Linked DNA regions of Oryctolagus cuniculus: region 1 is linked to region 2. Evidence: chromatin contacts called from public Hi-C data. All regions are on one chromosome and are shown on one strand. Each heading gives the region's core, a stretch centred on a gene start, on an enhancer-like site or on the middle of the called end of the contact. The rest is flanking DNA. Distances are from core to core; before and after follow the strand shown.

The links. Hi-C and Micro-C count contacts between places; a contact is called where the count stands out from the background.
Region 1: a Hi-C map of liver shows a contact between it and region 2, with 13 times the contacts expected there. The contact joins the promoter of ATP5PO here to the enhancer-like site in region 2. A contact is called at or near these places in 6 of 6 Hi-C or Micro-C datasets (ear pinna, embryonic fibroblasts, liver and 3 more).

Annotation. Positions count from the first base shown.
Region 1 is chr4:11,119,402-11,125,558 of mOryCun1.1, forward strand. ATP5PO (ATP synthase peripheral stalk subunit OSCP) reads left to right here and starts at 1,906. Exons shown (of 7, transcript NM_001171421.1): 1 at 1,906-1,941; 2 at 2,994-3,044; 3 at 3,792-3,902; 4 at 6,146-6,157. The coding sequence starts at 1,906. LOC138849236 (a long non-coding RNA gene) reads left to right here. Exons shown (of 3, transcript XR_011387722.1): 2 at 178-302; 3 at 572-1,176.
Region 2 is chr4:10,684,362-10,690,065 of mOryCun1.1, forward strand. No RefSeq gene overlaps it. Among named protein-coding and RNA genes, the nearest start is that of KCNE2, 21 kb to the left of the region's middle. Within about 2 kb of position 3,385, at least 1 of the 8 cell types and tissues checked has an H3K27ac peak or open chromatin away from gene starts, as enhancers often do. A contact at or near this core is called in ear pinna, where this site is marked.

The DNA.
Region 1 (6,157 bases), core at 656-3,155, 430 kb after region 2:
GGCAAAAGGAAGACTTTTCTCTCTCTCTCTCTCTCTCACTGTCCACTCTGTCAAAAAAAATAATAATAAATAAATAAATAAAAGCACACAAAACAAAGAGAAACTTCACACGCAGCTTACGGCAGGTATTTTGTTGTAGCGATTGAAAGCTGACTAACCCAGTCTCTTTGCCTACAGCACTGAAACACACTGGCATCCAAACCCCAAGCCCAGAAATACATCTGGATAGACTCACTCGGGCAATTACCCAGGGCAGTGGAGAGAACTTGTACTTGGCGCAGGGGCCTGGCTGCCTTCCCTAGGTGAGCTACCTAAATACCTAAACAGGAGCTCTAAAAGGGGGGGGGGGGGAGGGTACCAGGCCCACCTACACCCTGGGGCTAGCCAGACACTCCAAATAAAAATGACACCATGTATGTGCAACCACCTAATAAATCCCAAAATTCAAATACCCATAAACCTCTGCATAGGGAAGGTGCATGGGGGTGGAGCGGAATGGGGTGAATACAAACTAAACAGAGGGCGTGTCCCCGTGGGACACACCTGCAGATGAATTCCCAATCTTTTTCAGAGCGACCCTGTTTTCCAAGCGTTTTTGGCCTCAGCACTTTGGATTCGCAGTATAGCTCCAAAAACCCACACAGGTGCTGCCGTTCAATTTCACGGAGAATACCAGGCCTACGAAGACAAGCCCTTTGTCATACCCTGCTCTGTCTTCAAGGCATGGTACAGCTTCTGACACACAGGACCCATGCTCCACAAAGCGTGTTAAATGAATAGACTTTCCATTAGATGTATATGGAAGAGGCTGGCGCTGTGGAGGAGCAGGTAAAGCCGCCATTTGTAGCATCAGCATCCCATATGGCCGTTGGCTGGAGTCCCGGTTGCTCCACTTCCGGTGCAGCTCCCTGCTATGGCCTGGGAGAGCAGTAGAAGATGGCCCAAGTTCCTGGTCCTCTGCACCCACGTGGGAGATCTGGAAGAAGCTCCTGGTTCCTGGCTTTGGCCTGGCCCAGCCCTGGCTGTTGCAGCCACCTAGGGAGTGAACCAGTGGATGGAAGATGTCTCGCCCTCTGTCTCTGTCTCTGTCTCTCTCTCCTCCTGTAATTCTGACTTTCAAATAAATAAAATCAATCTTTTTAAAAATTTAAATTAAATTAAATATGTATTTGGAAATATGATTTGCATTGTGCAGGGGAACAAGGATTTTCAGACACTACTAGCGAGCGAAAAGCATGACTTGGTTTAACCCTGTGGAAAGGACTTGGCCTCACGCATCGGAAGCCAAGTACTTGGACTATCTCACCAGGCTGTGCCGGTTCTGGGGACTATTTGGAATTTATCTTAATTTTTTTTTAATGAATGTATAAAGACGCTTCCAGGAGGGGCCATGGCAGTTCCCAACGGCTCCAGCGGGCGGGGGAGAGCCGCGGCGGCAGCCCCGCAGCCCGGCTTCGCTAGGCTGTCGGTACCCGGCACGCACCCGCCCTGCTTCCAAGGACACCTCTGCCGAAGGCGCCACGAAGGAAGCGCCCAAGAGGAGGTCGGCGATGCTGTCGGCTAAACCTGTTCCCGCAAAAGGGAAAACGAAGCTCCAGAAGGCAGCTGGAGGGATGAGTAGTCGGACATAAAGGTATCTGTGAAATGCGACAAACGCCATCGTTTTTACCCCGGGGACCAGAACTCAAGGATTCCTTTCGCAGGTGCAGCCTCCCCCTGGGAGGTCACCCCTACTGCATCGTCTAAGGACTACAACTCCCAGCTTGAAGGAGGTGGCTACGCACGCGCTGTGGCGACCTACGCCTACACTTCCCAGAGAGCCTAGCGGGTACGCTGACGCGCGCGTGCGCCCTCGCGCCCCTTCCTCTTCCAGCTCGGATTTGACCTACAGCTGCCCGGGAGAAGATGGCGGCCCCCGCAGTGTGCGGGCTCACCCGGCAGGTGAGAGAAGCTAGCTGGGAGGACGCCCTCCTTGGGGAAACTTGTACCAGAGCCTGCGCGCTAGGGTTCGAGGCCACCGCTGGGAAACCAAGGCCGCCGTTCAAGGTCGTGGGGCCTGGCGAGTGAGGGCGGCCCGGCTCGCGTCCCCCGGGACGCCTGTGGGGTGCCCGGCGCGGTGCTGGGCGCGCGGTCATCTCGGCGTCCTCAGGGCACAGCCCGGGAAACCCCTGGCGCCAGGGGCCACCGGCCAGCCCCGGGCTTCGCCGCCTGGGCTGTTCCATAAACCGTCGGGGGTCGCTGGTGACTTCAGGCGGATTTCCCAGGTTTATAAAGGACATGAGAAGTTCAAATGGGGCGTCCTGGGCTGCTTGGGTAGTGAGTGATGGGGTTAAGACCCGAACCCCAGTGTCACCGAGAAAGTGGCGTTGGGAAAAATAAATCAAATAGCCGCGCTTCCGTCTCACCGCGATGCTTTGCGCACTTGACCCCGCTGTAGTTTCCATGATTTCCCCATAAGCCCGAAAACCCTGCCCTTAGAGCCGGTTTTAACACAGTGCGTTCTGGAGCTCAGAGCCCTGGAGGGCGGTCCGTGCCTTTGCGGGTGCGTGGATTATGGCCCTTGAGAGCCGCAAGGGCATCGCTGGGGACTTGAACTTGTGCGGTCACGCTCCCGCGCCCTAACCACTAGACAGCAGGTGGATTCCTGACAGCCCATCTGTTACAGCTCCTTACGGATTCCTCCCCCTTGTGTTAAAATCCCGCTCAGAAATGTTAGATGTTAACTTCCTGGAAGGTAGCGTTTTCTCCTTGGTACTGGGCGCTTGCCTCGGCCGGTTCCTGGCAAACTAGGAGATTACTGGGAAAGCGATTTTCCAAACAACGTGGCGTGATTCTCGGTGAGAACATGGACTCCTGGCTAATAAAGACAGCTCACCCGCGTGGAGTCTATGTCAAAAAACATCGTTTAAAAGGCAGCCTTAGGTCGCGATTGAATGAATTACAGAGATTCTCGAAGACATTTCTTTTGACCTGTTTCCATTCTTGCTTTGAAGGTGCGAAGCTTCAGTACATCTGTGGTCCGGCCGTTTGCCAAGCTCGTGAGGGTAGGTCCTTTATACACACGCCTGTGTGGGGGAGGGGCCTGTGGGAGGGTGTGCATGCTCTAGCCCTACAGTCAGGCCGTGGCCTGTGGTGTCGCTTCTACGTAAACCTTTGCATGTTGTTGCGATTCACAAGACACACGTGCGCAGGGTGGGGACGGTGATGGTGGAGGGTGCTTGCCCTGTGACAGACGCCAGCGGAACCTTTAAGTGGGTGAGAAGTGACTGTCACATCCCTGCCGTCGTCCAAGCACCAGATCGCCCAGAGCCACCCTCCACGTGAGAAGTTCTCACCGCCCCTCTGCGGCGCTGGAGCATGGCAGGCCTTGCCGTTGTGTGAAAGGGGAAACTGAGGCTCCAGGAGACGGTGCTTTGCTCGGCCTCACTATTGCCTGGGCTTTCCCCTGTGCAGCCACGCAGCACCACGCGGCACGTGCAGTCGTACATTGACTGTGGCGTGTAGGGAAAAGGCCGCAGTCCCCTGGGGAAGATGGTGCAAGCGTGGGCTCTGTGGCGTTGAACGCTGGGGCGTGGGGGCCGGGAGCGGAGCCCCAGCAGCGCCGCCGCAGGGAGGAAGGGGTGCCTGCGGGCGCTTCCTAAACGTTTGCCTGGTCAGGCCAAGGAAACACCCAGACCCCTAATCGGTGTGAGGGTTTGTTCTTAGGACAGCCCTCTGATGACTGTCCGTGCCGTGTTGTCTGTACGAAGCACGGTTCACCGATCTCCCTCGGCTTCCCTCTCCCTCTCAAGCCGCCGGTGCAGGTGTACGGCGTGGAAGGCCGCTATGCCACCGCCCTCTACTCGGCCGCCTCCAAGCAGAACAAACTGGAGCAGGTGGAGAAGGAGCTGCTGAGAGTAGCGGTAAGCGCCTCCCCTCACTGCGCGTGCGCGGTGGCCCTGCGCGCTTCTCTGCTGTGGCGCCTTAGCTGTGCGTCCTGACAAGACAGCTTCTGGGAGAGGAGTCACAGAATAATAATTCTCTTACGCATGCTGTTAGCGATAGTGTTGGCTTGTCTTCTGAAACTTCTATAACAGGAACAAGCAGATACACACACGGAGAGTAATGCAGGGAACCTGGCTTTGGGCTGAGACGAGATAGAAATATCACTTCAAATGTAAGGTGATGATTTAAGAAAAAGTGCCATTTCAGGAAAGGATTTAAAAGGTTGCCTTCAAGAATCCGAGCTTGCTATCCAGCAGTTTCTACAACAGTGTTTAAAATGCCTGTTGGTTTTGTCTGAGAGTTTGTTTTCCTTATGAAGCCGTTTCCTGGGTTTTAATTAGTAGGTTGTTCCCAAGACGAGAGGGGAGGATGGCAGCCGCGCCTCCTGGGCAGCAAAAGGAGGGAAGGTGGTGGGCGCCTTGCCGACGGAACCGCAGGGCAGCCCCTGGGCGGGCCGGTGCCGTGCTGGGTAGCATGAAGACTACGTAAGGTGCGTTAGCAGAACGCTGCAGTGCAGCTGAGACGGGAGCAGCCCTGCTCGCTTTGCCCCGACGTCCCAAGTTCCCGCCCCTTCCGCTGTGTCCCCTCGGTGTACTTTCTCCTCGCCCCTCCCCTCTGCCAGGAAGGGAGGGGTGGGAGGCACAGTCCCATGGGTAGCCTGTGCCGTGTGACTGTGTGTTTTCAGAACACCTTGCATTTTTAATCCATGTACTTAGAAAACATTATTTTCATTGTTCGGGAGAAGACCGCAGGCTAGCCGAGTGCGTGAGTGGTGCTCCCATTCTGTGCTGTGCCCGCACCTCGTGGGAGCTTTACTGTTCTGTGCTACTTGTTCCTCGCAGTCATTTTGCTTTGTGTGCTTTCTTTGCAACGGAGGTCCTAACAGTAACGGTGGCACGTTCCCTCTGTTACCAGTTACCTGCCGATCAAGCCCTGCCAAGTCCCGTGATCCCCCGGGGCCACCAGGCCAGCCTTAACGTTGGAGGCTCTTGAGGGGCGGGGCGGCAGCGGCAGACAGGGTCTCACGCTCGCGTTCTCGGGCCACTGCTTGTCGGCTGTGTCCGTTCTGAACCCTGTGGTGGTCCCAGCAGAGAGCACAGCCAGGCTGGTCGGGATGGAATGGGGTCTCACTGCGGCCTGGACGCGGTCAGAACATGGAGGAACTGAAGGGAGCCATGACCTTGAGACTCTACCAGTGAAAGCATTTTGGGGGCCCTGAAAGGGACGTGCGATGCTACACAGATGTCACGCTGTTTGCACATGGCTGTCGCTCTTTGGGAAGTGCTGTTTCTCTGGGCCTATTCCAGTGGGAGTTTTGGCCTCGGATGGCCTCCTGTGACAGGCAGCCTGGATCAGAGACCGTAGGGTTCTGGCTGGCAGCCTGGGCGGCCGTGCTAGCCAGGTGATGGAACTGGCAGGTGAATGAACAATACCTAACCAGAAACAGCCGCCCTTGATTCCTGCGATCTGTGGCCCGAGGCTGAGGGGCAGGGAGCTGGAAGGAGGCCTTTGGTGGCCAAGTTCAGACGTGCAGGATCCCAGAGGACATTGCACAGAATGGGGACAGCTGGTTGCCCGTGGAGATGGCAGTTCCGTCCTCTTCTTCCCACACTCATGAGGCTGTGCGGCCGATGTCAGCGGTCTCGCAATGGGGTTAGAAGTGTGGGAGGGGCAGGGCGAGATCAGGGCGGCCTGGGTCAGAGAGCCCCCCCCCCCGGGGTGGGGGGGACAGAGGGGAGGCCTGCTTGGCAGACAGAGCCTCATCTTTAGGTCTGCACTTGCATGACTGGGAGATCTGGGGTATTACCTATATTGGGTGCATTAAAATACGCAGTGAATTAAAGCTTTTGCCTGCTTAGTTTTATAATCTTTCTTGAAAAGTACAAGTGAATTGAAGAAGCTTCATATAGTTTTCATTTTTTCAAAGAATATCTTTATTCTGTATAAAATCATTGAGCAGTGTTTTTTAAAGGCAGGTAGAGATTTGATTCTATCTTATGCTTTGAGAGTGCTAGTTTTTTTTTTTTAAAGATCTATTTACTTGAAAGTTACACAGAAGTGCTAGTTTTCTCAATTCATAGGAAGGTGTGTGTGTGTGTGTGGCCGCTGCGCTTGTGTGTGCCGTAAAGAATTTACAGAAATGTTTGCGTGGTACTTGTAGCAACTGCTGAAG
Region 2 (5,704 bases), core at 2,135-4,634:
AGACAAAACTAACATAAAAGATCAAAAGTAGGAAACCCACATTGATACAGGACTGTCAGCTAGACCACAGACCATATTCACTCCTGTTTTCATATGTGCTCTCTGTATGTGTGTAATTCCATGCAATTTTTTTAAAGATTTATTTTTATTTATTTGAAAGACAGAGTTACAGAGAGAGGTAGAGACAGAGAGGTCTTCCAGCTGCTGGTTCACTACCCAGATGTCCACAACAGCTGGAGCTGAGCTGATCCGAAGCCAGGAGCCAGGAACTTCTTTCGGGTCTCTCACATAGGTACAGGGGCCCAAGGACCTGGGCCATCCTCTACTGCTTTCCCAGGCCATGGCAGAGAGCTGGATGGGAAGAGGAGCAACCAGGACTAGAACCAGTGCCCACATGGGATGCCAGTGCTTCAGACAAGGGCTTTAACCTGCTGCACCACAGCACCGGCCCCAATCCATGCAGTTTTATTTGATGCATGGATTTGGGGAACCACCACTACAATCACCTTTAAGAAGCTCCCTGTGCCACCCCCTTCAAGTTGACTCCTCTCCCATGCTGTTGCCCTGCTAACCAGACACCAGGTATCTCTATACACACGCTTCACTTTGAGAATGTTATAGAAATAAGAACACTCTCCATGTACCTTTTAGAGGTTGGCTTTTTCCCCCACTCATAATACCCTTAAGCTCCATCCCGCTTGTGGTGTGCATGGATAGCCAGATTCTTTTTATTGCTGAATTGTATTCCATCCCACAGAAATGTAACCATTCACCCTTGAAGGTCAGGGCTGAGTCACTCCCAGCATTTTTGCTGTTGCAGATAGAGCTGCTGTGAACGGTCTCGTACAGGTGTTGGTGTGAACACAAATGCTCACTTCTCTGGGATGAATGCTCAAGAGTATAATTGCCGGGTTACCCAGCAGGTGCGCACTGAAAGGTCAAATTCATTTCCAGCGTCACTTTGCAATTTGTTCTTTGCCATGAAAATGCTGGCGCCCCCGAATGCTTACCGGCAAGGCTGTATTTTTTGTGCCCCTTGATCATGAACCTGCAGGATTCTGGGAGGTTAGGAGTCCATGAAGCTTTGAAGGTGATCTTGCCCCCAGCCCATGGTGTTTTCCCACATGCCCAGTCTCCAGCAGAGCTGCCTCCTCTTCCTCACATCCCTGGAAACGTGTCGTCACCTAGGCAGAACCTGTGAGCCTGTTCAAGCCGCTGGGAAAAGTCTTACCCGGGAACTCTGACCTTGGGTGTTGCTGTCGTTAGACACCCGGCTCCAGTGCACCTTTGGATTCTTGGGCAGCTTTAAGCACCACTGCGTTCTCTGCTCACCACTAACAGCACCAAAGTTCAAATGCAATCTGTACTTAACAGCCCACAGCTGGCTGTCTCAGGTTCACGGCGCCCCACCTGTCCATAACAGCAGCAGCCATTGCCCTCGCTCAGCCACTCCCATTTATTGAGCCTCTCCTGAGTGCCAGGCAAGGTGTGAGGCTCTTGACAACAGCCCTGGTCTCTGTGTCAACTCTGCAAGATGGTTACACGGAGCTCCATCTGACATGGGGGGGAAGTAGCTACAACACGTCAGGAGCTCTGACTCCAGAGTTTTGAAGTAAAGGAACCAGGATTAGATCCTTTTTTGCACCACTCTTCACAGTACAAAAGGCAGGAAATGTTGTCTTTGGTGATCCGAGTGGCTTTTTCTGTCACTTCTCTGAGCTTCAGTGTGCACCTCTGCCCGGACTTTATTCCTGAAACCTGCGTAGCTGCCACTAGGTGGTGCCAAAGCAGAGCTCTGTGCGTCTGTGGACCAGCGAGATTTTCCAGGAGCCTTCAACTGGCTCCGTCAGAGCAGGCTTCCCACCCAACTCCCGCATTTATAGCTCATTAAGCCCCTTATCAAAGCAGCCTACCCCTACTTCCTTAGCAATCGCTGTTAGCATCTGCACATCCTTCTAAAAGGGATACGCTTGACAGCACACAGACACAGAACATCTCGCTGTGATCCGGAAACTTCCACCAGCTGTTTGAAACTGCTTAGTCTAACTTCAGCTTTTCTGAACACAGGTTTGCTCCTGCAAAAGAGATAAGTGTTCCAAGCTCTTATGCATTTTGAGGGATTAAGAGGCCTGCATTTCTATGTGCAGAGGAAGTAGAGACATATCAGTAGCTTTGTTTAACATTGAGTTTGTTTGAAGAACCGAGACCCTCTTGTTTTTGCTCGTCGGTGCCCACTTTCTCATAACCTATTCGTGCCCCGTTTCTTTCCTCATGGGCAGACGCCTTCCTGCTTCTTCAGTCTCTGATGCTAAAATACGGCAGGAGAAGCACACAAGCTTCATGTGTGCTGTGTGCCCAACATCCTCTCTTTTTTCCCAACTTGGATATTTTCTATACAGGAACTTCGCTGCGTCTTATTTCTATTTTCTTTGCATTTCGAGTAGGGTGACCAAGTCGTTCTGGTTTGTGTGGGAACTTTTCTGTGCTGTGTCCTGGGAACTCCCTTAGTCCCAGGCAAAGGGCGGCGGGGGGGGGGGGGGGTGACCTGTAATCTTGGCTCGACGTTTCAGAAAACTTCAGTGAACCTGCACTAAATTTAAGGTTGAGATTCAGCTGCAGCCGCTACAACAGGCTCCACACTCAGTCACAGACCATCCAGTCGTCCATTTGGTGAGCATATAGAAGGAACTCCATCAAGTTCACAGGAAAAGCATATCATGGAAGAAGTATGTGTGGATTTATGAACTTTTTTTTGCACCAACATAAACTTATCTCTGGATTTCATTTTTCCATGAACCTATTGAAGTCCCTGTGCTCAGTGAAGCAGCTCCCTCTGCCATCCCGAAGCCGCTGAAGTGACTCTCACCATTTCCCCCTTTCAGTGCAGCTTCTGACACCAGCGATTTGTGTTTTACAACCTCTAAGGCCTTCGGAGCTGAACACAGACCCCAATTCAAATAGTTGCTTCATTCATGGCTATTAAAGGAAAGGGGACTAGAAATGAATGCCCCTGTTCTCCTCGGAGCTGCCCCAGTCATCGCTCTCGGGAGCTTGTGGGCCCCTGCTTGGAGCTCGGGGAGGCTCCTGGGAGGGAGGAGACAGGAGACGCCACATGACGTCGTGACGTCACAGACAGGCTCGGCTCGGAGAGGGTCAGCAGTGGCCAAGGGTGGTTGGAATCTGCCTCCAGCTTCAGAACTGCCTGGTACCTTTCTGGGAGTCCAGCTCTGCCCACGGCTGTTAGCCTTGAGGTTGACATTCGTGTTTATGAGAAAGTGGAAGTGAGGAGGGATCCACCACTCAGGGGCCATCTCAGCTTGGCCCAGACCTTGAACTCGAGGGCGAGGAGGTGGAAGCGACTGGGGTCAGGGAGAGGAATGTGCCTGGGAGATGGCCCTTCATTCCCTAATAAGTTCTCTCTCTCGGTCCCAGGCAGACTCCCTATAAAAGGGAAAACTGGACAACTGGCAGGGGGCAGGGAGCCTGTCCTGGCAGCTCTCTGTGAAACACGTACACCACGCTGTTTACGAATTCCTGCAGCCAGCCCCGGAATCCAAATGTAGACAACTCTGTTTATGTAACGAAAATAGATGCTTGCCCCGTGTGATTAAGGTGGCTACTGGAGACATTTGTTGCAGCTGAGGCCGGAGAGGAGAGAGCAGGGCATGGCGCCCTCTGGGACCCTGGGCAGGTAGCAAAAGCTCTCAAGACCAGTTTTCTGCTCAGAAATCTCCCAGGATGGGCACATCCAGGGGGCGCGGGAGAGCTGAAAGAAGTCACATCTCCGCATCCTGCCTCTGCTGTCCAGCGAGCAGCTGCCCCGCCCCCGTCCACCTGGGGGCAGTAGGGAGTCCCAACCGGCCTGCTCCGTTCTCAGCTGCGTTTGGAACAAGGCCTCCTACTGCACCCCTTGAAGAAGCCTCGTTCCAACAGATGGTTCCCATCAGCCACCCACTGTCTGGGTCAATAAGGAGGCTCGGATGCTGTAGGGTCGGGAGATGTGCCGCCCAGGGAAACCTTCCCTCTGAACCCTGGTCCCCAGCTCACCATGGCCTTGACACCTCCACCCCCCTGGCCTCATGACTGTCGTGGCCTTTCTCCAAGAAAACTCATGCGGAAGATGCAGCTCCAACGGCATTTCCTCGCCAGACAGTCTCCCACTGGTCTCCATCTGGAGGAAGTCGTAACTCCCTCATCTGGGCAGCACGGCTGCTCATCTGTCGTCCCGTCCACTCCGCTCTTGGTCACCTACGACCCGGGTGTCAGGGACTGGCCCTGGCACCTTCTTCTGTGGCTCAGCCTTCTGAGTCACTGCAACACCGCTTCCAGGGACCAGGAACAGGAGCTGGGGTGCTGGGCCCCAAACTGGGGACGCCTGCATTAGTCCACTTTCCGTCACTATACAAACACCCGAGACGGGGGAACTTGTGTGAAGGAAAGAGGTTTATTTAACGCACAGTTCTGGCTCCTGGATGGCCTGGCACCAGCACCGTCTGGGCTCTGTGAGGGCTTTGTGGCTGGTGGCACCAGAGGGCTGGGAACACACGGGAGAGGGGCAGATCACACCTCTAGGCAGGAAGCCAGGGAGGGACCCGTAATGACCACCTGCTAGGCCCTGCCAATGAGGCTCCCTCCACCTCTCCATGGCCACACTTGGGACCAGGCTTCCAACACACGAACCCTCGGGGGAACAGATCACACCCACACCCTATCAATGCCCGAGTCACTCCGTCATCTCCCTGCATCCTTAGGAAGCAAGCAACGTTAGGACTTCCGCCTTGCACCTGCTGCAGCTCAAACCCTGCTGGACCTCCCCCAGCTCTCTGTGCTGCTCCTGGCTCCTGGGGCTGCTCAGCTGTTGGAAGGACCCACGGTGCCTTGAGGGTCTTAGCTGTTTCCCCTCCTGCCCCGGCTGTGCTACTGCCCCATCTGCATGCCCTGCCTCACCCTATTCACTGTTCACGCTTCCACTTCCTGGAGGCCGACTCCTCCCAGTCTGCATGAAGCGCCCTTCTTATTGGCTGGCACCACAGGCTGGGTGCTGTGCTAAGTCCTCGTGCCCTGCATTGAGGGGCAGCACTTTTGCTGGGGTTGGTCCCTGGGCACCCCTCCCAGCACTCGGCTGTTTGCTACTATCTGCTTTGCCGCCTGATTCCTGCACGGCAGGATGTCCTCCTCCACTGTCTTCCCAGTGCCCAGGAGTGAATGAATTAATGAATGAACTAATGACGCAACCACAGGGAGCCTGGAAGAACACAAGAGAGAAAGCCTCCAGCGACCAGAGTGAATGTCACCTCGCAGCAAGGCCATGCATGAGCTCGGGCCACTGCCAAAGGGGCCTCCAGGGACACAGGGGTGACAGGTCTCCACGTACATCCCTGGGATTTCACAAAGCAGTCGGGTCCCAGGAGAAGAGGCCAGGAAAAAGCCCAGCGCTGTGAGCTGTTCTCTTCCCTGTGAAACAAGACAAGTGGCGATGGCCGCGGCACGGGGCAGGAGGACGGAAAGTTCCCAACGGTGAAAATCTCTGATCGCAGACGAGCAAGGAGCCCCCACGAAAGTCACCCTGGGAAGCCAGACTCCCGGTGCGAGGGAGGGCACCGCGGCCGCCAGGGCCGGCCCAGGCACACACAGAGGCATTCACAGCCCTGTGGCCGCAGCCCCCGCCTGCCCGCCCGCCCCAAGCACCCCCAGCAGCAAACAG